2 separate regions of the Sus scrofa genome follow, and region 1 is linked to region 2. A link is a contact called in public Hi-C data. All regions are on one chromosome and are shown on one strand. Each heading gives the region's core, a stretch centred on a gene start, on an enhancer-like site or on the middle of the called end of the contact. The rest is flanking DNA. Distances are from core to core; before and after follow the strand shown.

Region 1 (3,991 bases), core at 45-2,544, 110 kb before region 2:
GGCATCTTTAATGGGGAGTGCAATTCCTTGCCTCACCGGGGAATTCTGAGAATGAAGGAGGCGAATCTGTGGAGGTTTCTGGCCTTGAGCTGTTTGGGGAGAAGCCAGCAAGGGCCCCTCATAGCCTGATCATTAAGAACAGACAGATTGGGGTTCAAATTCTTACTTCCGTTTTAACAGCTGTGCAATCGTGGACAGGGGACTCCACCTCTCTGAACTTCAGTTTCTTCATATATAAAGCAGGAGTAGTAATATTCCTACCTCGCGAGATAATGGGATGATTTGGAAAATATATCTGATGTGCCTGGTATGCAGAAAATGCTACAATGACTCTTTTGGGGAAATCCAACTGGCTTCTCACACAAGCTGAGAGGCTGATGTGGTCATGGAGGGACTGTGGCCGTGGGGAACCCACAAAGCTAAATGGCGTGAGTTGGGTTGAACTCGTGGCCATTCCTGGTTAGCATGGCTATTTTTCTCCTGAAGGAAAAGCCTGGCTGTCCTGGAGTGCCTTGTGAGATAGCCCACACTCAGGGATCCTGCTTTCTTGTTCCTGCTAAAATTGAAGGGGACAGAAAGCCTTAAAAGTCAACCCCATGCTCCCAAAGGGTTGCTCTGTGTCTGCCAGGAACCTTCTAAAGGCAGCGACTTCTAAACAAGCAATACTGACTCCAAGGCTGTTTCTGCCCCTGCTTCCCGAGTCTGTCTGGGCTCAGAAGACCCCGCCATCCATGACCCTCCTACTTACTGCCTAGAAGGGGCACATCCTTTCCACTCAGTTAAAAGGACATTTTTCCGGGAGTTCCCGTCGTGGCGCAGTGGTTAACGAATCCGACTAGGAACCATGAGGTTTCGGGTTCGGTCCCTGCCCTTGCTCAGTGGGTTAACGATCCGGCGTTGCCGTGAGCTGTGGTGTAGGTTGCAGACACGGCTCGTATCCCGCGTTGCTGTGGCTCTGGCGTAGGTCAGTGGCTGGGGCTCTGATTCGACCCCTAGCCTGGGAACCTCCATGTGCCACGGGAGCGGCCCAAAGAAATAGCAAAAAGACAAAAAAAATAAAAATAAAAAAAAAATAAAAGGACATTTTTCCAATGAGAGCAGGTCATATTTCAGACTGCATTGCCAGGGTATCAGGAGCCAGTAAAAGGGGGCATTTAACACCGTATTTATTTTGACTGGCAAAACAGGTCATGGCTGTAAAAGAAACAGCTCTTGAGAATGAGGCAGCCTCGTCGACTCTGGGCTCACTCTTTCTACCCACACACACACTGTTTAAAGCATTCCAGAGCTGCTGCCAACTTTCCTGGCAGAGCTCTTATTTCTTTACATGTATGTTGCATTCCATCTGGTTAATGTGCTCTCTGTGCCATTCGTGGATTTTGGCAAGGCCTGGCAAGGTGGCCTGGCATGCTGAGGCTTGTTCTAAGCAAAGCAGGGCAGGAGGTAGAGGGAGGCTGGAGGCCAATGGAGGGGTCCCGTTTCCCCTTTGGCTCATGGGGGCCTGGAGTTGCAAACACTGAAGGGGAGTCACAGAGCAGTTTTCTTCCAGATGTGGCTGAGTCATGTGCATGCCACTCCTGCTGTTCACCCTTTGAGGGGACTTGGGGGGGTGCACTTTTACAGTTTCTGATGCGTGGCCAGAAAAGTTAAAGCATTGAAGAAAGGTAACAGTGGGGAAATCAACTCATACTCATGAATCTGGGGTTTCCCTAGAAACCTTTAGAGGCGAAGGCCAGAAAACGCCAACACCTGGATCCGATAGGCCCAAGGCCTAAAGAAAACTGAACTCAATCTTTACATTATTCTCAAGAACCATTAAGTACTTGGTTGGAGAAGCTGAGGTGACGTGCTGTGATTTGGATCCTATTTCATCCACTTGGAAGACAGGAAAGCCAGGTTTACGCACCGCCAAAACATCTGGTGAAGTCAGTTAAAAAGAAAATGTACCACTCCGGTTGGGGGTAGGTGGGGGTGGGTGGAGGTGGGGATAAAACCCTTTAGAAACAGTTGTTGGGTATTGGGTGACGAAAAGCATTCCATTGATTGACTCAAATGTTCACTTTTCCATCGATTCCTGTTGAGTCAAGAGCTTCGGGATGGGGAAACAACGAAGACTCTGGGCAATGAAAGAAAGATTATAGGGTTAAAAGACACAGAAAAGTTCTCACCTTTAGAAAGAGTGTGAGTGCACTTATTTTTTTTTGAGTTCAGCCAAGAGTGTGAACAGAATCCCCCTGTTAAATGGAATTCCTGGGAGTTCCTACTGTGGTGGAATGGGAATGGCGTCGTTTCTGCAGTGACTCAGCCACTGCACTGGTGAGGGTTCGATCCCCAGCCCGTTGCAGTGCAGCTGCAGCTCAGATTGGATTCCCTGGTCTGGGAACTTCCTTATGCCGAGGAGCAGCCAAAAAAAAAAAAAAAAAAGAAGAAGAAGGAAGAAATGGAATTCTTCACCTGAATCAGGAGGAGATGACATGGTACAGGAAAAAAATAAGATACGGGCTCCTAATAAGAAACAGCCACATGTGGAATAAAATTAGTGTGAGTTGTGTAATCCCAGTTGGCCAGTTGTAAGAACAGGGAGGAGAAAGGAGCATAGGGAACATGTTTCAGATGTGATTCAACAGGTCCTGGAGCCCGTCCTGACCCTCTGGGTTGGAATTTCTGACTCCCTTCTCTGCCTTGACTCAGAAAAGGAAACCGTATCCTGACCGCTCATTTCTTTTTATAGAATTAAACTTTCTTGCCAACTTCCTCCAGAGCACAAGATCATCTCTCGTAGTCTCTAAACAATACGCCAATCATCAGGTGGAAGCGAGGGGGAGCACTGACCTGTTCGCCCCAAACATCACCCAGGCCCCGAGCAGAAGATAAACGGGAACAGTTTGGCTTTCGTACCCGGCCTGGTAAATACAACATGTTCTCACAGGTTGGAAAACCGTCTGGCTCATCTTTGTACTTTCTCTTCTTTCTCTCACTTCTTCCGACTTGGATCTCATCATTCGGCTCTGACGTGGGCCAAGTTCACATTTGCCAGTTACCGAATGGATAATGGGTGGTTTGTAAGATTAGTAATAGGCTCGGGATGAGGAGTCAGGCAGCCAAGTGTATACTGTGTGCGTACTGAAATAATGTCTCTTGATCTTGACTTCCCACCCAGCCCTGATTGGCTGGCCACATGTTGATAGGAATCAAGGGGGATGGGAACAAAATGCCTTAGTTCCCATTCATTCGGTCGCCATATTTGCACCAGCCACAAAATCCCCACGATAGTTCCTTGCCCTGGAAAACCAGCTAGTGGGGGGTTGTTTCCTGGGAGTAAGGTACACTGGAGCTTGGAAGCCCAAAGGCACCATTAATAGAATGCAAAGAGTTTAGTAGTCCCTCATTAAAAATGGATTTTGTTTTCAATGCTTTGAGGACAGAACAGTGAAGTTGGAAACCGTGCTTGTAATTGGGAGCAGGTCTCCTGCCAGATTCTAACAGCTTCAAGGGATATCCAGTTTTAGGTTTACAGTACTACATTCTGGCTCATTGAAACTGCATCTAAACGTTGCCAGAATGTGTCATAAACTACAAAATCTGTACAGAAATATATCGACATAATGGCTCTGTAGCCTTAAGTCAGTGGGGTTGGGGAGCAGCGCTTGTCCCCAGCAGGGTTGTTCTTGCTCTGTCTCTTGGCAGACTTGGGGCACCTGGGACAATGATCATTCACGGGAGTCTGACCCTGGTCTGACCAGTTTGCTCAGCTGCTTAGAACGCCATGCTAAAGAACTCTGGACACAAAGCATCTTCTTTCAGATCCTCCACTGTCTAAGCTCCCTCCTGCCTCTGAGCCTTTGCTCATGCTATTCCCCCTGCCAGGAACCCTATTTTCCCAGCTTATTCCTAATCCAGCCCTCAGTTTACAGGCTGATTTTTCATGGAAGTCTTCCCTGACCCCTCAGACTGGGTTCCTTTGTTTGAATTCATTTGGGCTGCTGTAACA
Region 2 (3,509 bases), core at 524-3,023:
ATTTCTGCAGCTTAAGAGCATCATCTGCTCTCTGCACAATTGACTGAGCCAGGAAGAGAGGGTTTGGGGTCCTACAGGTGTTTCTACTCCTGGCTAATTTGTTTTCACCAAGTGCCAATCTGACAGGTCTGCAAACCTCCCTTCGAGTTGAAAATGAAGGTCTGCTGGCTCTGCTGTGGCAGGGTCTAGAAAGAATCTTTATTCAACTCGCATTCTCGAAATGACTCCTCTTTAAAAGTCTCTCCTCTGAGTCAGCTCTCCAGGATGCTGGAAAATATGTGGGAAGAGACCCCTGAGGGGAACTTCAATCTCGACAGTCACTCTCCCTGGAGCAGCTGTCCCTGCTCACTTCCTGCCACCTGCTCCCACTCTTCATGGCTGATTCTATCTTTTCCTTCATCGTGTCTAAAACGTCACCTCCTCAGAGAAGCCCTCCCAGACTGCTGGTCTAAGTGGCCTCTCCCACCATTCTTCTGGTCCTCATTTCCTGTTTGCTTCCTTCAGCACATTTAACCCAAGTTACAGTTTTAGGCATTCCTGTTAATATATTTGAGTACTTGTTGAATATTCCAGGTTTTCGGCAGTGGGGGGCGGGGGGGGGCAGCAGCACACATCAAGGTTTTCCATCCATCTATGTAACTCAGCTCTGTCAGTGTTTAGCACTTAGTAGGTGCTCAGTGCGTTTGGGATGAATGAATGAAAACCTTGTTCAGAGCAGCAAAGGAAGCCCAGGAAGCTGCTTTTTGGCAGGGAAAACATGCCGAACCAGAGGATCCTCCTGCAGGGAGCTGACTTCATCTGCCTTGTTTCCATCCCAAACTTGTCCAAGAGGCTACAGGGCTGCATGGAGGGTACTATGTGTACAACTATTTTTGCAGCTTTTCAGACTTGCGAACAAGCTGCCTTCCCAAGAAAACACATTACACAGTGCCTCCCCCCGCCCCGCCCCTCACAGGGCCAGTGTCCCAAAGATCAGCCCTTTGTTTATGATAATAAAGCAGGGGCCATGGCAACGCACTGTGATGTCATGGGAGTGTGAGGTCATAAATCCTTCCAGAGGAAGAATGGGACAGAGCGGACACAATGGACTCTGGCACCCCCCTTTTGCCCCCCCAGCCTGGCTGGGGCTGTTGCTGGATATGTTTTTCTAGTACCAAGTGGCTCATTTCTTTTTCTTTTTTTTCCTTTCCCCTCTCTTTTTTTCATTCCTCGGGGTGGGGGGAAGGAAAATTAAAATAAATAAATAAAAGTTTTAAAAGACTCTGAGTGGAAAGATTTGTCCCAGGAATTTCCTGTTGGCTAATGTCCAGTTAGCAGGGAATACCAGCAATAATGTGAACAATGCCCGCTCGTCCCAGACCTGCCACGGGAAAACGAGCCCGATTCTCCAGTTTTGTGGCAGAAATAAGGCAAAGCCCTTGGAGAGTTATGGGCTCGGGACCAAGGGGTTTGCAAGGAAATCTTTCCTCTTTTTCCTCCTTTGTCTTTCCTTACACTTAATCCTTCTCCTTCTCTCTCTCTCTCTCTCTCCATCTCCGTTTTTCTTTTCCTTCATCTCAATCCGTCCTGCCTTCTCTGAGACCAGTTCTCTGTTTCCCCTCGACTCTCAGGCTGTCTCCTGCCATCTCGGCCCCATCTCTTTCTCAGTCTGCGTTACTTTTCTTTCTCCTGCTGCGTCTGTCTGAATCTCCCCATCTCTGTCTTGGTCAGCCTCACTGTTCCTGACTCACTGTTGAGCGTGCTCTCTCTTGCTCACTTTCCTCCCGTACTTCCCCTGTGCTCATGTTACTATAACAAATCAACATTTCTGACTCAGAGGACTGAAGGGTAGGCCCGCTGCCCGGGCTTTGTGATCTGCAAGCTGAGCAGCCAGGGGGCCAGTTTTCCGGCTGGGGGCTCCAAGTGGCAAGAGGAGCAGGGACGCGGGACATCTGCACCCGCTCAAGGAACACTTTGGGCCTGGGATTTGGAAGCGGCACAGGCAGCTGCAGAGAAGGCAGCCCACCGTCTTCTGGGGCCTACAGACCTTTCTCTGATGCCCATTTGGTGGGGGAGGGCGGGCAGTGGGGAGGAGGAAACTTCTAGTATTTGGCCACGGCAGGTCCCTTGTCTTGCCCAGAGCCTCCTTCTGACAACCTATACGATGTGCTCCACCAGCCCCCATATTTAACCTAAATCCAGGTTTTTTGCCTTAAACTTATCAATGTTTGGGCTGGATTCTTCTTTGTGGCGGGGACTGTCCTGTGCACTGCAGGATGTTTAACAGCATCCCTGGGCTCTACCCACTAGATGCCCGTAGCATCCTCCTCCCAAATTATGACAACCACAAATGTCACCAGACATGGCCAAATGTCCCTTGTGGTGGGGGTAAATCACCCCTGTTTAAGACTGATGGCTCTAAGCCATCCTGCTCTTCTCCTTCTTCCCAAATTCCTCACTCCCATTTTTTCCCTTGCTAAAATCATCCAAGGCTCCCTGTTATTATTATTACTATTATTTTTTACTATGTATATCATAGTGCACATCCATCTGGAACTTTCTACGTGGCCAGGGACTGGGCTAAGTGCCTTGTATATATATGAAGTAATTTCCTAGTACCTATCTCCTAGGGCCGTGGTGAGATCCTCATGACAAAGCCACGCCCCTCACCCCAGAGCTAAGCCAGTAGGTATTGTTATTATTGCTGTTCTCTGTGGGTCTTAGTTTCCCTAAGCCTTTTCTTGCCTCTGTGCTTTTCACCTGCCTTCCCTCGGCTTGCTCTGACCCCATCCTCTCCCTCCACCTGCCTGGCACCTACCCCCTCTTCCCCAGGACCTGATTCTAATCTGAGCATCTTTGGGCTCCTCCACTGGAGGCTCCTCTCTCTTTTTAAGCAGTTCCCAGCTGAACAGCCCCAGGGGAAAGCTGGAAGCTGGGGTGGGGCGCAGGGGCGATGGCTGACTCATCCGTGTCCCAGCAGTAGATGGGTTTGGGGCTTGGTGACCACTGAAGTTTCTGATGAAAGTAGGCCAGGTACTTTGGGTGGGAGGCCTGTGACAGGGGCATAAAGAAGAGGAGGAGCCAGCCCGCCTCCAACTCCCCTCACCCGTTACGGTCCACATGGCCCAGCCACGCTGTCTTACTGGCTCCATGTGAACCAAGCCTGGCCCATCAGGGGAAGACCTGGCTCCCCAGCCACAGTAATGGACTCAGGGATGGGCACAGAACTCAACTTGGTTCAATGGCATTTTTCTGGAACAAAGTGGACTTAAAGGCAATCCAGAGGCTCCTTGCAGCCTTTATGACATTAGGAGGGGTCATCCAAACTGAGAGAGAGAGGACTGAGAGACGGAGCCAGAGACCAGATGTTACCTTTTGAAGCTCTAGGTCAAGTGATGCTGAAGTTTCCATCTTGAACTCCCCATTCTGGGGCTAGTAATTTGCCTATTTCATTGAAGCTGTTTGGAGTGAACTGTATATCCCTTTATGTCATGTCCCTTGACTCCCAAGCCAGTGCCCTGCACCCCGCA

Evidence for each region. A called contact is a pair of places that touch in the nucleus more often than the background predicts.
Region 1: a contact with region 2 is called in a Hi-C map of embryonic fibroblasts, with 2.8 times the contacts expected there. The contact joins two enhancer-like sites. A contact is called at or near these places in 3 of 47 Hi-C or Micro-C datasets (embryonic fibroblasts and skeletal muscle) and 1 of 2 datasets of contacts at active chromatin or transcription factors (skeletal muscle).

Annotation. Positions count from the first base shown.
Region 1 is chr14:36,025,749-36,029,739 of Sscrofa11.1, reverse strand. All of the region lies in intron 5 of C14H12orf49 (UPF0454 protein C12orf49 homolog), which reads right to left. Among named protein-coding and RNA genes, the nearest start is that of MED13L, 34 kb to the left of the region's middle. Within about 2 kb of position 1,294, at least 18 of the 83 cell types and tissues checked have an H3K27ac peak or open chromatin away from gene starts, as enhancers often do. A contact at or near this core is called in embryonic fibroblasts and skeletal muscle, where this site is marked.
Region 2 is chr14:35,912,850-35,916,358 of Sscrofa11.1, reverse strand. The region is part of intron 5 of C14H12orf49 (UPF0454 protein C12orf49 homolog); the gene reads right to left. Among named protein-coding and RNA genes, the nearest start is that of MED13L, 150 kb to the left of the region's middle. Within about 2 kb of position 1,773, at least 44 of the 83 cell types and tissues checked have an H3K27ac peak or open chromatin away from gene starts, as enhancers often do. A contact at or near this core is called in embryonic fibroblasts and skeletal muscle, where this site is marked.